3 separate regions of the Rattus norvegicus genome follow, and regions 1 and 2 are each linked to region 3. A link is a contact called in public Hi-C data. All regions are on one chromosome and are shown on one strand. The core of a region is the stretch at or near the end of the contact, and the rest is flanking DNA. Distances in the headings are between cores, read along the strand shown. Region 1 holds the start of Zhx1 (zinc fingers and homeoboxes 1). Region 2 holds the start of Ntaq1 (N-terminal glutamine amidase 1). Region 3 holds the start of Fam91a1 (family with sequence similarity 91, member A1).

Region 1 (3,845 bases), core at 374-2,873, 360 kb after region 3:
TTCTTTGTTTATAGTTAAATTCTAAACTGGGATTCTCAGTGGACCTGGAACTGTCTCTGGGTGAGCATAAACTGGTGTGTGTGTGTGTGTGCAACTTTTTGTCTTGTATTTTTCTTTTTCTTGTGAGGGACACGAGTATTTAAATACATCGTGGAGAAAGCATTGTTTTAGTTTTACTGATATTAGTATCGCATTACAAACTACTTTCTATTTTTTGTTCTTATTAAAAATTACGGGGTTGGGGATTTAGCTCAGCGGTAGAGCGCTTGCCTATCGAGCGCAAAGCCCTGGGTTCGATCCCCAGCTCCGAAAAAAAAAATTACACTGATTTCTTGACTTATTTGTACAAGTAGTTTACATTCTGAATTTAGTTTCAAGAAGCTAGAGTGCTGTTAATTTTTGTCTTAAGAACGGGCTGAGAGTGGGACAGGGTTGAGTACCTCTGCTGGTGAGATCATCATTAAGACTCAGCATACACAAGTTTTAGAATTTTAGGATGCAACTAAATATTGTGCGCATTGATTTCAGCAGCCAAGTCTTCCCTTCAAGCAAATGTAGAGTGCAGATTTTCGGACTGGTGTGGCTTGGTGGAGCTCTGTCACAAACACAAAGGGTCCGTGACTGGGATGGGGGTGGGGACTAAACATCCAGGCGCCAAAGAATTCTCTTACGTCCGGAGCCGTGAATACACAGAACACTATGAGTGGCTTCCTTTTGCCTTCGTGTGTATATTCATTGTAACAATGATGAGAGGGCGGAAAGACAGGTAGGGAAGATGATGAGATCCTCAGATGGCCGCGAAGGGGCTGGTGCCCACTGAGAGCTCAGTTTCAGTCAGTGTGGCTCGCAGTGGGAAGAGGGACTGCGGCAGCAGGCAGAGGCGGAAGGCTCCAAGTGGGGCCACACTCAACTTTTCCCGTCCAAAGCTGTAACTACGGGTCCCGCTGGACTCGGGCTAGAAGAGGCGGAGTTGCAGCTGACAGGAGCGCGGGACTGTTGACAGCGGGTGGGGGCGCGGCTGGAATCCAGAGGGCGCTCCCAAGGAGGAGCTGAGAGTGACAGTGGGAGTGGCTTAGGGAGGGGCGGGACCTTAGGAGTCGGGCTCCAAGACAGAAGGGGTGGCGGAAGACCAAGGCAGTTTCCACGGGAGACAGCGACCTCGGTCGCGGGAGGCGGAGTCCAACTTCTGACGACCGCTGGCCGAGCAATCGCCTGAGGGAGGTGGAGCCTCGCAAGGCCGGAAGGAGGAGCCTCTCATGATAGGGCGTGGCTTCTCGTGACAGAGGCGTGGCTCCCTCCTGACAGGGGGCGTGACTCTTCCTGACAGAGGGCGGGGCGGCGCACACCTCCCGCAGCGCAGGGTTCTAGAGGAGCGGCCTGGGTCGCATCCCAGAGGAGCGGCGAAGTCCTCGAGTGGGGCGCCCATCTCGCTCCGCCTCGGTTGGCTCCTCCTCGCAGCCCTTGTAGGCTTAGGGACCGGGAGTCTCTCTCGCACCCTAGCCTGGCGTCTTGGAGCTCCTGCCGGGCTGCAGAGCTCCGTGGGCCCCCCGCGCGAGGGCCCTCCGAGTGGTTCCGGGGTTAGGGTTCACAGGTCAGAGTTGACTCCCTGAAAAGTGCAGTCGCTCTGAAATGCAAGATGGCGGCGGCGAGGCGCTGAGGCGAGGCGGCCCCTGCAGGTAGCTGCGCGAGCCGGCTGGGTATTGGGCCTCGCGGTTGCGGGGCTGCGGGTGGAACCCGAGCTAGAGCTCGTGGCGAGTGGGGAAGTCTAGAGGCGCGGGCCCTGGCGCGGCACGGGACGGGCAGCAGCGGGGCAGAGACACCCCCACCCCCTGACCCAGCCCACGGCGCTGGGGCACGCAGCATCCGACCCCGAGGGACCGGGCCTGCCCCGCGGCGGGGCGGACAGAGTCTCAGCTCCCGGGTTCTCTCGAGGGTGTGAAAGCGAGGACGGAGCTCTGGGCGGGGGGGCTTGGAGGGAAAGCCCCAGTGCCTTGGTTGGGAGAGCACTGAGTAACTTGGGGGTGTTGAGGGGATGGGGTCTCCCTGAGGGGAGGACGTCTCTGGGCCAGCAGACCTTAACTACCGGGCGGGTCCTGGGGGAGATCTCCAGCGTTGGGCCTCCGGAGGCGTGGGGCCACCTCGTGGGGACGCGGCGCAGCCCCTCTGAAGAGTCAGCAAAGGATCTCCTGCTGGACTGTAGTCGCTGGCTTTGGGGTCAAAGCAATGGGAACATCAACAGGGAAGACTCAGAGTTGCATCTCTAAGAAGTATAATGCGAAGTATATTTTGAGGAAGACCAGGATTTTAGGGGAGAAGTTAATTAAAGAAGGTGGAAACACACTTGTCTCTTTCTGCAGAGGTACAGGAGCGTGAGTGCAGAGACTTGGGAGAGCGATGGACCAGAGCAATCTCCAAGCCTTGGGGCTTCAAGGGAATTGGCTAGGAAGAGGAAATAAAAAGGACTGGGGTCTGATGGCAGGGAAGCCGAGCCCTGACAGAAGCGCTTTCCTTGTGTATTTACACTGAAGTTCCAAGAGAGGGACTTAGAATTCTTTGTTTCGGTGCTCCAAAGGTACCAGTAAGAAACAAACCAAACCGAAGAATAAGATTCTGTTTGCTCTCCTTAGCTTAGGGATTAAGGTTCTGGGAAAAGCAATTGGAAACTGAATGTGGAGAAGAAGCGTAGATAAGGTAGGAATTGCTTACAGTACTTTTTTGTCATCAACCCTTCTCTAAAAGACAAAACCAAAACAAACCGAGAAGAGATAATATTTAGGAGGAAATTATAAGAGAGGCCGATTGAGAATTTGTGACGTATTTAGGGTGGGATTCCATGTAACTCGAAGAAGCAGTTCTCTTTGAGGTTAATATGATGCCAAATGAAAATCCGGAGGAACCACTCCTCCCCCAGGAAAAGCCTGTGTTGCGGGGTACACGAGTACACCTTTTTCTTTGTGGTGCTGCTGGTCATTGTATTTCAGAAGTCTTTGTCCTAACACTTTAATTTGTATGCAGTGGTAATTACCTGTTTCTTTTTAAACTGCCCTGAAAAGGTCATTATTTCATACTGGTAATGGGGATTAGTAAAAGTTTGTCCTAACAAGGCTACTGGCACTAGATTATTTCTAAAGAAGCAATTCTGATTCCAGATTCTAAGTGAAGGAAAAGCTGAGTGCTGTCAAGGACGGTAGTTTGGTAACAAGGCATATGAAGAAAAGGACAGTCATGAATATTTTCTTTACTTAGTTTCTCCATCCTCCAAGCATTTTAAAAGTATACAGACTAATTTTGTAAATTAGTAAATTTAGCAAAGTAAAATGCATAATCTTAGATTTTGTTTTGAATTGGCATTTCAAAACATAGTCTAGGCTGTCCTTGAAGTCATGGCAATCCTCTTGCCTCTTCCTTGTCAGTGCTGGGCTTACAAGCATGTACCACCATCTCAATCTTAGATACTAATTTTTTTACATTTATTATTTATTTGTGTTTATATGCAGTTATGTGCACATCCTACTGTATGCATGTGGAAGTTAGAGGATAACTTTCAGGAGTTGCTTCTCCACCCACTATGTAGGTTCTGGATATCAGACTCAGGTTGTCAGGCTTGGTGGTAAATGCTTTTACCGACCAAGTCACCTTACTGGCCCTTAGGCATTTTTTAAAATATAGAATTTACAGTATTTTATCAATGAATTTTTTTTGTAGAACTATCTCTTGATATATTTTATTTGACAGCTTAGATTAAAATGAGAGAGAGAGAGAGAGAGAAAAAACAAGAAAGAACCCTAATGACTTCAGTAACATATGGTCTGAGCCATTCTTATATTCTCAAAAGAGCTTAATGT
Region 2 (3,739 bases), core at 1,066-3,565, 290 kb after region 3:
TGAACCCAACTCTTTCAGAATTTTTCATAGCTCTTTTAGAATTTTTTCTCATAGGATTTATTTAGTTGACACAGCTTGTTTAGGAATGTTTTCCAGCAGCTATCCAGAGAAGGTTGTCTGAAGAGCAAACATAGCTCTTTTAGAATTTTTCCCCCGCTGGCTTTCTGATCTTGATCAGAAAACCCAAGAATTACTTTTCAATTTTTTCTAACAGGATTTCTGACTTTGGTCAGAAAATCCATGAGCTATTCAAAGAGCTTTTAGAATTTTTATTAACAGAGAGAGCTGTCTTGAGCAGAAAGCTAGCTGTCTCAACTGGAAGGTTTTCAGAATAGCAAGAAAAAGCTGTCTAGAGCAGAGCACACAGAGTGGTCTGAAAGTTGTCTGGAGCAGAAAACACACACACACACACACACACACACACACACACAGAGAGAGAGAGAGAGAGAGAGAGAGAGAGAGAGAGAGAACGAAAGCCCAATCTAGAGAGCCATCTCAGCAGAGGACAGCAGCTTGGACCCACAATTTGACTTTGAGTAGTTTGTTGGGGTTTTTTTTTTAAGATGTATGTATTTATTTTATTTATATAAGTACACTGTAGCTATCTTCAGCCACACCAGAAGAGGGCATCGGATCACATTACAGAAGGTTGTGAGCTACCATGTGGTTGCTAGGAATTGAACTCAGGACCTCTGGAAGAGAACAGTCAGTGCTCTTAACCACTGAGTTATCTCTCCAACCCCCAAGTAGTTTGTTTTCACTGATCCCAAACACCCCTTTTAGAAACCAGGACCTAGCTCCTTGGCACTGCCAGGAAATTTATCCACATTCTTTACTGCTAAAACCTCAGTGCACAGACAGAATCAACCAACATACATTTCACATCCCAACAAAATATTTACTGAATAAATGAAAGATACAGAAATGCTCCAGATAAAAACTAGCAATGGAAACCAAGTGGAGCAGATATACAATGCAACAGCTAAAAAGCAAAGACTTCCAACCACCATGTAGACTCCAGATCTCATTCCATCACTTAGTTGTGTGGTCAGAGGCAAACCACAATCATTCTATGGTTCAGCCTTTGTTCTGTCAATAACTACCATAGAACCTGTCTCCAAGACATTGCTCTACCATCCACTCTCTGTGGACCCACAATCTGTGGGTCGTGGGGTTAAATATCCGATATTTACATTATGATTCATAACTGTAGCAAAATTAGTTGTGAAATAGCAATGAAATTTTTACAGCTGTGGATCACCACATGAGGCTCTGTATTAAAGGGTTGCAGTGTTGGGCAGTTGAGAACCAGAGCAAGCAACTGGACTTGGGTTAAAGTGGTCACGGCTGAATGAATGTTAAGTTCTTAGTATCCTTGGTAGAGTGAGGAGGAGTATGTTTACATGATCCTGAGATTTCTTCTGGGTTGGGGAAGCAGTCCCTACACAAAAGGAAGGTGAGGCCTGGGAGCCAAAAAGCCAAGGTGGACAGTGTTTGAGCTGCAGAGGTAGCCTAAGGGCACTAACCTCACAATCCTGAGGTCTTGTGTAAAACAGCAGCACCCTTTTGTGCCTCAGAGTTCTTCAAAGCTGCGATCACAACAGAGCCTACCTCTTGGGGTTACTGTGAGCTTCAACTGAGTTAATTTACACCGTGCACCCAAAACAATGTTTGGCATATGGCAAGGACAGTGCAAATGTAACCATTATCATCACGCCAGTTCGGTGATCAGGATAGCCAGTTGCATGGACTGGGTTTCCGGCTACCACAAACTCTGTGTCTCCATTGTCTTTAAAATTAAAAAGACCTCTATTTCAACCCGAAACAACACAGACCACAACAGTTACCGTAGGGTCTCCAGTCTAACTCCGCTACCTCGTCCCTGTGCACTAAGACGCCTCAACTCCACCCCACAGCCCTCGCCCAGTTATGGAGACCAGAAATGCGTTCCCCAACCTCCTCATCCCGGCGCCAAACCCGGGCAGTGTGGGCCTGCCGCGCTCGGAGCAGGACCGGGAGAGGAACGCATTGGTGGCGGCGCGCGAAGACGCGCAGATTCCCGGGGACCGCGCCCGCGCTCCCTCACCAATAGCAGCTGCTGTAGACACATGCGTCCCGCGTAGGGCAGGCCGGCTGGTACTGCGAGGCCGTGGCGGCGCGGCTGTCCCCCTCCATGACCCGAAACTGTGGCTCACAGAACAACTAAACAACCCGCTAGCCACAATTGTTGCCAATCTCCCAAGCGGAGAGGACAGGAGTGTAGACTGCCAGGACAGTTTCCGGGTAGAAGAGCCGGGAGCCGGGAGCCGGGAGCCGGGAGCCGGGTGGGCGGGACCCAGTGCAGCGTAGGGCGGAGCCCGGGACGACGAAGACTGCGTGGTTCCGGATGGGCGGGACTGGGAGAATGAGTGGGCGTGGGGCCTAAGGTGGGGTGGGGCGGGACTGCTGGAGTGGCGGCTGGGAATGCGAATCCTCGGACACCAAGAACTGTGTAGTTCTTGCTAGGTCTTACATGGTGGGTGGAGCCTGGGGCTGAGTAGGATCCACTCAGAGGCTTCTCTCGCCTCCGACCGAACGGTTCTTGAGCTGCGCTGCGTGGACCTAGTCGCCCTCAGGTGGAGGGATTGCTTGTGTTGTAGCAGTGTTAGGTATGAGTTTCCGGATACCCCTATTCTCCAGCTAAGGTTGCCAGCTGTATGAAACCAGAAGAAACCCTAAAGTAAGAGATTCTTGGGCATGACAGCTGAAGCTTTAGAAGTCGAGCAGGAACCGAGAAAGAGGGAAAGACTAAAATTGAGCGAGTGCATCCAAATCTGACCATATTGTATTTTAATTTCTTTTAATCTGGATGTGTGTGTGTGTGTGTGTGTGTGTGTGTGTTTTAAAGAAAAAAGTTTTAACCAGGTGTGGTGTCGGATAGTCCTTGCATCCTTGCATGCAGGAGACTGAGGCAGGAGGATTGCTTTGAGTGCAAGGTGAGCCTGGACTACAAAAGAATTTTTCTTTAAAAAAATTTATTTAAAGAGTCTGGATAGCATGTTGTGTTAACCATATTTATTTTCAGAAGGAAAGACACCAAATTGCTAAAAGTGTTTATTCAGGGTGAATGAAGGACACAGAGAACTCTCTGTAGACATCCCAGTTTCCTGTGTGTGCTGTAAGTGCTCAGAACGTCCCTGCAAAAACTGAACCTCTTAAGATTGGTTTATAGGCCACCCAGACTCTCAGCCTTCTGGGGCCCAAATCCCATAAAGTGCTGGTGGTATACTGGTGAAGTTTAGCTGCTTTCCAAAACCCATAAATCCTAAGAACTAAACATGTGTTTGTGTCTGTTACCAATTTATTGCTTCAGCTTGAATATTCAATTCAACAGAGGCTCAGTGGTGTGTGGGAGGGTGTCATGAAGCCTCTCTTGGTTGGTAAAATGAGTGTAAGGTTAAGCTTTCTGAGTAGAAGGATGGAAAGATTTTGCAAGGGCAAGAATCCCTGCAGTTTCGAGCAGACCAGAGCTAGTTCAGTCCATCATGTGTGATCAGCCTAACCTGCAGTGCGGTCAGCTCTGGACAGACACCAGAGCGTGGGAAAGCATGCTTGCAGTTGTAGGTGGACAGCAATCACACAATGGCCTTCATCCTCTTTCCTCCCCTCATAGCACTCTTGCCCCAGGTGCTGTGGGAATCAACCCCGCTGTTCTCAGACTCCCCCTCATCTGCCCCACACCACACCCAACCCCACCCAC
Region 3 (3,919 bases), core at 797-3,296:
AGAAAAGGCAGCCTGGTGAGGTGATAGCTGTGGTGCGTGAGGGGTGACAGCACAGGGACAACACGGCTGAGGGCAGTGACTCTGGACTGGAGGGTTAGGGAATCTCTAAGAGACATCTGAGAGACAATCAAAAGAAGCTATAAAAGGCAGCTACTGCCAGTAAGAGGACTGGGCTTGCCTCAGCACCTCAGTCCATGCTCCAGGGCAGTGTGGAGAGGATGAGAAGGCCCTGCGCTGAAGATAAGAAACCACACAGAAGGGTGATATCATCTAAAGTGGACCTTAACTTCAGGAAACCATGGAAAGGCTGGAGGTCTGCAGAAACAAATGTGTACAAAGGCCTTATTGAGCCTAACACAAAAGAACTGGGCCTTTCAGTGGTTTTACACGCAAAAACTAATCAGTTTATATCTGGACTTAAGTTTTAGCACTGTCCTATTATTTAGTAAGAGCAATTAAGTTTGAGGAGGCTTTTGCCAATACTAATAGAATCAATTATTTAAGTTGGGTATAAGCTATTTAAAAAGGAAATAAAGGACTATTTATTCTACTTGTCTTCAAATATGTCTCAGAACATATTTGTCTAAAGGACAAAAAGTGCCAACCTCATTCAAACTTAAGAGGAACTTATTTCCAAAGAGTTAGACTTTTTTTCAAGTTTCAGAAACCGAGAAACTTGACATCTTTGACATTCTAGAGACCTTTGTCCCTGAAACACACCTTGCTATTATCTAGGATTCTGGTGTCTTAAAAGTATTTTGTCATGTGATGTTCACCAGACCCTTAACTCATCCCCTAGAACTAGGACTCAAAGTGAACCACAAGAATCATAAAACCATTATCACCGCCATTCCATACTTTTCAAAAGCATATCTGCTGCCTATCACCAAGAGAAACCAGAAATCAGTGGAACTGAACGAGAAATGGAGGGCAGAGAAACGGTGCCTTGAATGTGGCACACGCATCAAGGCCTTCGTAAGAGTTCAAACCACCTGTCTTGTTCAGTACTTTCATGAGTCTATTTACTCTGTCTCTGATAAAACAGACTCTCCGTGGAGACAGGATCGTTGTCTGAGTGCTGCAAACTATCTACATCCAAAACCAGGCATACAACTAGTAGGTGCTCAATAAATGCTGCTGAGTAAAACTACCATTCACCATTAGATTTAAAAAATAAAATAAAATAAAATAACCCTCAGGTCATGCTCCCGTTGACACATTCTTTACAAAACCAGCCTGTCTAAAGGACGAAGTCCGACAACTCAAAGCACACATACCCTTTCAAATCAGACCTGACTACCCTGCCAACCTCAGCAGATATTACTCTCACGCATTCAGCCGACACTTCCAAATGCATCGAAACACATCTCCGAGCCTTGGTGATGTCTGGAGACGTTCTTCCCCCTCCTTGGGGGAGGAAGGGCTTCGTCCCTTATCTTATTAACTTTTCTTGGTCTTCCAGAGCCAACTTTAAATGCTTCCAGTTACACATGCAACTCTAAATGGGCAACTTAACCTCCAGATACGCTACAGAGGAGGAACGTTTGAACTGTCTTGTACTGCCTTCTCCCACCACTCTTAAGTTTGGGGTCCGGGGGCTTTATTTTAGATCGTAGGCGCCTGGCTTATATAGAGTCTGCGGGCTGAGGTACCAAGAGTTCATTCAGCCTTCTTGGGAGACAGCGCACGCCCAGTTTTCCCGAGCCCTCCACGGTCCGCAGGTCAGGCGACACCGAAGCGGGGAGGAGCCATACCTGTTTCACGTTAGTTGGCAACTTGCTCCAAGGATAATTGTGCCGGATGTGGAACTCAACGTCGATGTTCATGATGCCGGAGCCCAGGCCCGCAGTGGCCGCGGCTCCCACGCCGCCTGCCGCCCGCGAGCGCCCGGCCCGTCAGTGGAGCCCGCGGGAGGCCGTACGTCTACGCCGCACGAGCCCGGCGCCACCCCATGGCCAGGCCTCCACAGCTCCGCGCGGCGCGGGCCACGGGGCACAGTGGCGGGGACTACGACCCGTGCCTCAGCAGCTTCAAGTTTCTTCCTAGTTTCGGCCTGCCGGAAATGGCTCTTTGCCGACGTCACTTCCGCTCACTGGCCTGCGGCCGAGTGGAGCTCCGCCCCCCAGCACGTGGTTGAGCCGCGCGAGGAAGGCGGGACCCAGAGACCCTCGGGAGCCGGGTTAGTTGCGCCTGCGTGTAACAGAGGCTCTGATCTGCACCGCTGAGCTTGTGTGACTCAGTTTCCCGAATATGTGTCCCCAGTGGCTCTGGACAGGCGGCTAAAGGCACGGCGGTCGGTTGTCTTAGCAAAAACGCTGCTAATGGAAGAACCACTCTCGCCACCCTGCCGAACAAAACAAGGTCCCGGAGAACTCGAGTGTGCCCGTCCCCCAACCCCCACCCATTGACCTAGAGTCGCTAGCGGCGTCATCCCTTCCAACCATTGGCTGTATCCTGGGAATGGAGAACGTTGGACTCCTTCCAAGATCCAAATTCTTAAAATGTGGGGATTTGAGGTGCAGAAATTTTAACTAGCTTCAGTAGCTTTTTAAACACGGAACTCGGGTTGATATTCGTACAGCTCTCCTGAGGTCTTTGGGAACAGTTTCTTCCAGAGTGTATTGTGTTTCCTAAGCAAGCTCATTTAACTGCAAGACACAACTTCCGTGTTTCTTTGTCAAGTTTTCATTTTAAAGCAATGTTTTTAAGTCATGTTTCATTATACACTACTGATAACAAACTGAAAACATTTAAGATGTTTAATCTATACCTCAACAACTAGCAAGTCTGAGGCATACCATTATATCTAATTAGTTGAATATTATAGTACACACGGCTCTTACATAGGTGTGTTGTTCTGGTTAACCAATTGCAGGAGCTTCGTACCCTATTGAGACCCTCCTTAACATAGCTAAATAGTACTGAACCCCAACAAAGTAGCAGAATTCAAAAGTATGACCTGCCTACTATATATCAATCTCTTGCTTTGCAATAGATTCTTATCTCTCAACATTCGGTGAAACATTGCTGCTGCTACTAGCCCTAGCAGAAGAAGAAAGCGAGGTTGGCAAGGTTACATGACTAGTTCACAAGATCGCTCAAGTTTGACAGAGCCCATGGGCTTTTACTATTTATTATTTTATGTCTGAGTGTTTTGTCTACATGTATGTGTAGTGTGTGCACTACCTGTGTGCCTTGTGCCTTCAGAGGCCAGAAGGGGGCATCAGATATCAGGTGCCCAGAAGTTGGATTTCAGACAGCTGTTAGCTTCCATATGAAGGGTAAACCAAGACCCTCTGCAAAAGCAGCAAGTGACTTCAGCTGCTGAGTCAACTGTCCAGGCCCAGCCCAAGGCTGTTTATTAGAACCACCTTTTGAATTCCTCAGGGGTAACCTTCACAGAAATATTCTGCCTCCTTCTCCAGTTTAGGAAAATTCACTTAGAGTTAGTGACATAAATCACCCCCTTACATTTTTCATAATTCTGCATGTGGAAAAAATTATTCTTCAAAATCTTTTTTATCTAGTATAATGTAAGTAACAAGAAAATTAAGGACATCATTTTAAAATCCCCACAAATTTTTATTTCAACTGCTAATAACAGTTAAACTGGCCTGAACCTATCCATCCTTTTTCTATTTCAAATAATAAATCTAATTTGAACTCAACCGAAACTAGTAATGGTGAATGGATGCCTGCTAAATCAGTACAGACCTTTGAAAATCTTAGCCATGGTGACCTGTAAAGGCTCTCAGTATGTAGCCCCCAAAAGCAGACTTTTGAAGGAGGAAATAGCATTAGGTCAAAGCTATGTGGACAGGAAGAAGACAAATAACAATTTTTCTCCCATAGTGGGACCCAGAATCAGATCAATTTATAAAAATACAAGATGCTCGTGGAAGGACTGAGCTGCCTCCAG

What was found. A called contact is a pair of places that touch in the nucleus more often than the background predicts.
Region 1: a contact with region 3 is called in a Hi-C map of liver, with 4 times the contacts expected there. The contact joins the promoter of Zhx1 here to the promoter of Fam91a1 in region 3. A contact is called at or near these places in 2 of 12 Hi-C or Micro-C datasets (liver and mammary epithelial cells).
Region 2: a Hi-C map of liver shows a contact between it and region 3, with 3 times the contacts expected there. The contact joins the promoter of Ntaq1 here to the promoter of Fam91a1 in region 3. A contact is called at or near these places in 5 of 12 Hi-C or Micro-C datasets (the Rat2 cell line, Schwann cells, liver and 2 more) and 1 of 1 datasets of contacts at active chromatin or transcription factors (oligodendrocytes).

What each region holds. Positions count from the first base shown.
Region 1 is chr7:91,498,246-91,502,090 of GRCr8, reverse strand. Zhx1 (zinc fingers and homeoboxes 1) reads left to right here and starts at 1,623. Exons shown (of 4, transcript NM_133620.2): 1 at 1,623-1,676.
Region 2 is chr7:91,572,435-91,576,173 of GRCr8, reverse strand. It overlaps Ntaq1 (N-terminal glutamine amidase 1), which reads right to left and starts at 2,315. Exons shown (of 6, transcript NM_001025024.2): 1 at 2,087-2,315. The coding sequence starts at 2,175. It overlaps LOC120093937 (U7 small nuclear RNA), which reads left to right and starts at 126; the gene lies at 126-187.
Region 3 is chr7:91,857,207-91,861,125 of GRCr8, reverse strand. Fam91a1 (family with sequence similarity 91, member A1) reads right to left here and starts at 2,046. Exons shown (of 24, transcript NM_001127578.1): 1 at 1,755-2,046. The coding sequence starts at 1,826. It overlaps LOC134479911 (a long non-coding RNA gene), which reads left to right and starts at 2,065. Exons shown (of 2, transcript XR_010053804.1): 1 at 2,065-2,179; 2 at 3,853-3,919.